Linked DNA regions of Arachis hypogaea: region 1 is linked to region 2. A link is a contact called in public Hi-C data. All regions are on one chromosome and are shown on one strand. The core of a region is the stretch at or near the end of the contact, and the rest is flanking DNA. Distances in the headings are between cores, read along the strand shown. Region 1 holds the start of LOC112703318 (auxin-responsive protein IAA9). Region 2 has its middle 7.7 kb from the start of LOC140174504.

The links. A called contact is a pair of places that touch in the nucleus more often than the background predicts.
Region 1: a contact with region 2 is called in a Hi-C map of leaf, with 2.7 times the contacts expected there. The contact joins the promoter of LOC112703318 here to the enhancer-like site in region 2. A contact is called at or near these places in 2 of 8 Hi-C or Micro-C datasets (both in leaf).

Annotation. Positions count from the first base shown.
Region 1 is chr7:67,123,845-67,127,004 of arahy.Tifrunner.gnm2.J5K5, reverse strand. LOC112703318 (auxin-responsive protein IAA9) reads right to left here and starts at 1,473. Exons shown (of 7, transcript XM_025754719.2): 1 at 1,260-1,473; 2 at 98-546. The coding sequence starts at 511.
Region 2 is chr7:67,023,990-67,027,103 of arahy.Tifrunner.gnm2.J5K5, reverse strand. No RefSeq gene overlaps it. Among protein-coding and RNA genes, the nearest start is that of LOC140174504, 7.7 kb to the right of the region's middle. Within about 2 kb of position 1,728, at least 3 of the 3 cell types and tissues checked have open chromatin away from gene starts, as enhancers often do.

The sequences.
Region 1 (3,160 bases), core at 224-2,723, 100 kb before region 2:
TAGATGGTTGACATGTTTGACTAAACATATTGAATTGTTAATCTAAAAAATTTCTCAAAGTGATAGATATTTTGGAATGAATGGAATACGTTTTTACCTCAGAGAACCCAGTCATTGCATCCGAAAACCCTCTTTTGTTGCCCAAAAGAGCAGGCTTCGACGAGGAATGATGATCATCAGCTACAGGACGCAAAGGAAACAAAGGTTTCTCATCAAATTGAGTAGAACTCCTCAAGCAAAGATCTGAGTCTCTTTCAGGAGACTGAGATCCCGGAAGCCCCAACCTCAGCTCAGTAGCTTTGAGGTTCAGATTGCTTTTAGTCTCATCAGAGAATGAGGGAACTGAGCTATCCACAGAAGAACAATCAGACAATCCCATGTAGTTTCGCTCCTTCAGTTTCGAGCTGTTCAGACAATTCACACTTTCCATGGTGGATGAGGAAGAAACCAACAGAGTCACATGGCTCTGCTGACCTTCCTCATCCCCCACCACGCCGAGTAGCGGAGACATAGCAGTTCAATAGAGAATCTCCCAATTTTGAATACCTTATCATCAAAACAATAACACAAACATCTGTCATGCGTTGCTTACACACTGAGGAATCTTCAAACACACAGAAAATTGGACAAAGCAATAAATAAATAAACAATTAACATTGTAAACATAGCTGGCCACACTTGATTCATAAGCAACCTCAACAAATTATAATTCATTGATTTGAGTAACTTCATTAACCTATTGAAGCATACTATTGTTCACAATTTTTTTTTCCAATGTTTCTTATGCTTTCAGCCTAAGAAGCATGAAATTAGCATCAATCACCAAGTATGTCATGCTTTATGACTTGTTCATGATTTTTTTTTTTAAGTTTAATAACATAAATCTAGCCTCAGGGTTTTAAGAGAAAGACCTCAGAAGCAACCCAAACACTGAAGAATCAACAATGTATGTGAGACTGTTAAGTATATTAGAGCAATCCCTTAAATAATGAAAATAAAAATAATAATTATTAGTCAATAATAAAAGAAATACTTGATGGCTATGCTTGTGTTTGTGTTTGTTAGTGCAGTGAAGGAATTTTGAGAAAAATGGAAGACATTGATCGAAAGTTTTTATAGGAAAACCGAATAAAGATAAAAAGAGAGGCTACAAAAGTTGAAAGCAAAAGGAGGCAGAAGAAGGAGACATAATTTGCTTGGAAGCAAAAAAATAAATAAATAAATAAACACTTTGTGTGCTGAAGATGTTAACGTTTTACCTGAAGAATCAGCAGATCAAAGGAGAAGAAGAAAGGGTGAAGAAGAAGAAGGAGGAGAAGGTGAAGAGTGTGATTGAGAGAGAGAGAGAGAGAGAGAGAGAGAGAGAGAGAAGAGAACTAAGGACCCTCCATTTTGGCACAAAGTAACAAAAGCTTCTTTGTTTGTTCGATGTGAAACACCATGCATTAAAATATATAATGTAATAATAATATAATAATCAATAAATATGACTTCAATTTATTAATATAAATAACAATTATTTGATGTGTATACTAAAATTAACAATCAAAGTCAATTATCAATATAAAATACATATTAGAATATAAATATACATTAAAATAAATTAAATTATATATATTTATACATAAATATATTAATGGCTGATTTTAGTAATTAATTTAATATACGAATAATATTTTTGTATAATAAATAAATAAGAGACTAAGAGAGTGCCTCAAACAAATAAAAAATAATTTTTGCAAGAAGAGTTGTTTGCTATTTAAAGAGACTTTCTTTTAGCATAAAACTCGGGATAAAAAGATATTATATGTGAGATAGACTGTGTAGAAACTTTTACTATTGTCAATAATTTACAGGATTGCTCTAGATTTATTGATCTTTTAGTGTTCAAAATCCGAGATATTGGAAACGGCGTGCTGATTCCGGTTGATTTTGAGAGATATAAATACAATAGCAAATATCATGATAAAAACTGCAATGAGGACTCTTTCTTTTCAAGTAGAACTTCCATTATCTTAAAAAGATTTTAAAAATAGTATTCAAAGAGAATTATCTTTCTTAAGCAGTTTTTTATTTATTTTATCTTTTTTAGTTGTTGTTTATTTTTTTTTTAAAGTCACAAAAAAACAAATAAAAAGTAGGGCAAAACACATAAGTAAACCATAGCTAGGTCAATATTACATGAATCAGCCAAATCAAAAATTGGTTCATCAATCAACCAAAGGAGATTTCTATATAATTTGAACCAATTTGGTTCGAACTCAATCTCCATGTGATTCGAACCAATTAGGTTCGAATTACACCTTGTAAAGGTTTGCCAAATAATTCGAACCAATTGGGTTCGAACTTTTACATATAATTCGAACCAATTAGATTCGAATTAGTGTGAAGAATTAGCCAGCAAGTAATTCGAACTAAGATGGTTCGAATTACTAAGAATTCGTTCCGCACAGCAATTTAAGTTACGAACATAGTTTCTGCATCATGGTTTAATAAAACTCGCAGAGTTATTTATTCTGGTGTGCATTAGACATACATTTCGTTTAAAACTGCGGAGAAAGAACATATTCATTAACTAAATTCCCATTCAAAGTACATCACACTAACGTTAACAAATTCTATCAGTTAGCAACTACAAGTAAGAAAACCGATAATAGTGGAATCTAAATGCGAAATTGAAACAACGAAAGTACCAACTCCACCAAAACACCTAATCATGCCCCCGTGTGTGCTCTGCTCTTCCGAGCTGTGGACAACTTCGACGTGTGTGGCTCGGCTGCTGACAAAGCCCACACCTCTTTGGCCGGTTCGGATCTGCCTAGTCCATATTGGTCTGTATCCTAGTGGACCTCGGCCGACCCTCTCTCGCACGCCTCTTATTGGGGTCAGGGATGACAGTCGGCCCGTCATATGGTGGCCAGAAACCCTCCGGAATGGGAGGTGTGAAACCCATCCGATACACACTGAAGACCGAACTAAGACGATACACGTAGTGGACGTAAGGCTCCCATGTAAGCCGTGAGTAGGCACAGCATGTCAGTGCGTGGGGACACGGGAAATGAAGAGCCTGGAAGTATTCACAGTCACATGTTTGATATGCAAGCGAGACTCTGTAGCTACCTAGTGAGAAAGAACCAGTCGGAGTTGTCTCTACGACGGT
Region 2 (3,114 bases), core at 479-2,978:
CTCTTTCTCCAATCAGAGACCATTTTTCTTCCCCTTTTCCTTCTCCTTCCTTTTCTCCTTCCCCAATCTGAGGCCCTTTTCCTTCTCTTCTCCTTCCCCAACTTGAGGTCCTTCTCCCTCCCGTTCTCCTTCCCTTTTTCATTCTCCAACCTGAGGCCCTCCTCCTTTCCTAACCTGAGGCCTCTGCCACCACCTCTCGCTGGCTTTTGTCACGGTGCCATGCTACTCGCCCCCTTCCCAACTTAGTCTCTCCTCTTTGTCTTTTCTCTTGTATGGATTCTTTTTTTCCAATTTTTTTGCTGCAATTGAGTCTGTTCTGTCACTGGCTGCATACAATTTTGAACTTGATAAATGGATTTTGTGGTTTAAGTGAAAGATGACTTTGAATCGAGTTGGTTGAAATTGTGTGTATTGATGAGTAATGAGAATGTTTAGTTAATTCATATGTGAAAATTGATGGTTAGTTGTGTATGAAGAAAAACAAAATGAGATAATGGAGGAATTAATTTGTGATTAGAGAGGCAGAAGGAGACAAAGAGGAGACAAGAGAAGAGGGAGATGCAAAGAGATATAGAGAGGAGACAAGAGTATAAGAGATTAGGTTGGGGAAGGGGGCGTGCGGCGCGGACGGCGTCGTGACGGAGGCTGGCGAGAAGCGGCAACAGAGAGAAAGAAGAAGGGAAGGGGGCTCGGGTTGGGGAAGGGGAAGGGGAGGCTCGGATTTTTTTCTATAAATATAAAACGACATCGTTTCAATGTTCCAATAAACGGAAAGCGCATTAGGAGCTAGTATGAGTCCCAAAGTGCAAGTTCGGATGCAAAATTGAGTAACTATTAACTTCAATGACCACTTTAAAATTCGAGTACAACTTTAGAAACTATTTTAAGACTTAACTCATTATATAATACTAAAAGTACGGATATCAATTTTTCTTTCTTTCTTTTGACATAGTTGTTATAAAAGTTGTTGACATATTATTTCTTTTAGTTTTACATCTTATTATAATATTTAGTAACAAAAATTTGAATGAATGTTATGATTGTTACCTTTGATCCTAAATATATTTCTAATATTAAATAAGTGAGAGTTTTTAGATTAAAATATGAGATTTTAAATACAAAGTAAATACCGTAAAATAAAAATTTTAAAGAATTTTGAATAAATAAAATTCTAAACAAATATTCCTGAAAAAATTAGTTTTTCAAAATATTAAATATATTAATCAATAATAAAAAAAATGAAAAAATTAGTTTTTTGAAAAAAATAATCGATCATTTAATTCGTATAAAAATATTTTAATAAAAATTAATTATAAAAAGTTAAAAATGAAGAAATTAATTATTTTAATATATTAAAAACTAATATTGATAATATTTGAAAAATTGAGAATTAATTTAAATATTTTTTTAAAAATAACTTATACTAATGTAAAGTATTTTTTATTTTTTATTTTTTATTTTTTATTTTTTATTTTTTATTTTTTAAATGGATGAGGGGGGACATGGGAAAACAGAGTAAAGCGAAATGATGTGTTGGGCGACAAGAAAGCGGCTTTTAATTTTGGATTGCCGGGTTCAGAACGCGACAGGTAACCTCCCTCACTAATATGAACACACATGCTACGCGCCGAAGTAATGCGCGTTACTACACGGGCGAACTGCGTTGGTGGGAGCCTGGGAGGACAGGAGGTACTTTTTAAAGTTCTGGTGAAGGGAAGCGGGTCCCACAGGCCATGGCTTTCAAAAGCGATGATAGTGTCGCTTTTTTATGTGAAAGTGAAATGCACGCGTGTGGAGTTGGACAGTGATTTTAGTTCGTTTAAATAATTAAATCGTCCATGGATACAATTGTTTTCTTTTTCAGTTTGGGTCTATTTATTTTCATTCAGAAATGGGCTTGCTCTTTGTTGTTTTTCCTTTTCAATAAAAAGTAGTAGAATTAAAATTTCCTGCCATCACAAAATGGGGCACGCATCAAACCGTAATAAAAACATATTTTCTGGTATAATTTTCTTTTTTTTTTAAATTAGGAGTGAGATTCGAATTTAAAATTTTTAAGTAAAAATAAAAAATTATACTATTTAAACTATAATTTATTGCCTTCTAATCTAATTTTCTTAAAATGCTGGCAAAACTCGAATTTTATTTCCTCGTTATACATGCCGCGATTGTTTGTTTTTTTGAAAATATTTGTCTGCCATTTTTTTTAGTTCTCCTCGTATACTTTTCAAGGAAATTAATGTCAAGAAATTATTACTTTTAGTAATAAAAAAATTAATTAGTATTATCTCAAATACAAGATACATATAAAAAAAAGTCACTTAATATCTTTTAATTAAATAAAATGAATTAACTAAAAATATATGTGATATCATTTTATTCTTGAATGATTAGGGTGATATTAAGGAGGTTAATAAATTTGTAGGAAATAAAATATCTAACTAAATGGATATTGCATGCATCTTCTTAAAAAAAAGTAAGGTGTATTTGGATGGGGTATTTTTACGTAAATAAAACAATTGGTAACAGTGATAACGTGTTTGTCCTAAACAAATTTGGTTATATATTTATCCTTTTTTTTATATGTATTTCATGGTAAGGTAAGGTGATTTACCATTCCACGTAAATTTTGTTAGAGAATCGTTATATCTTATCACGATTAACTAGAGAAAATACAATAAAGTACTAAATTATTGCAACTTACGACTTATTTTGAGACATGATGGTGATAAAACAGTTGAATGATTTAGTAAGGCAACAGTAGGTGCAACGATTTAATAGTCCAATGATGTCCACATAAGAGTTCAATTTGATGAGTATGTTAGTTATAAAATTGCCAATACAATTTCTGGTAGTTTTTTGGTTCTTAACACCACCATAAAACCAAAACTAAGAAAACTAGAGATGGAATAATTAAGTTTCAGCGGTAAGAATCAAACTAGTATCTTTATCCAATCATCAACTAGTTTTGCAAAATTATAAAATACTATACTATAAGAATATGAAAGAAACTGCATGGCTCAATTATTGTATAAAGTCCCAATTACTCTTTGATTATTTTGTGATATAAAAGGATGATGAAATGCAAATATTATTTTATTATCGTGATGTAGT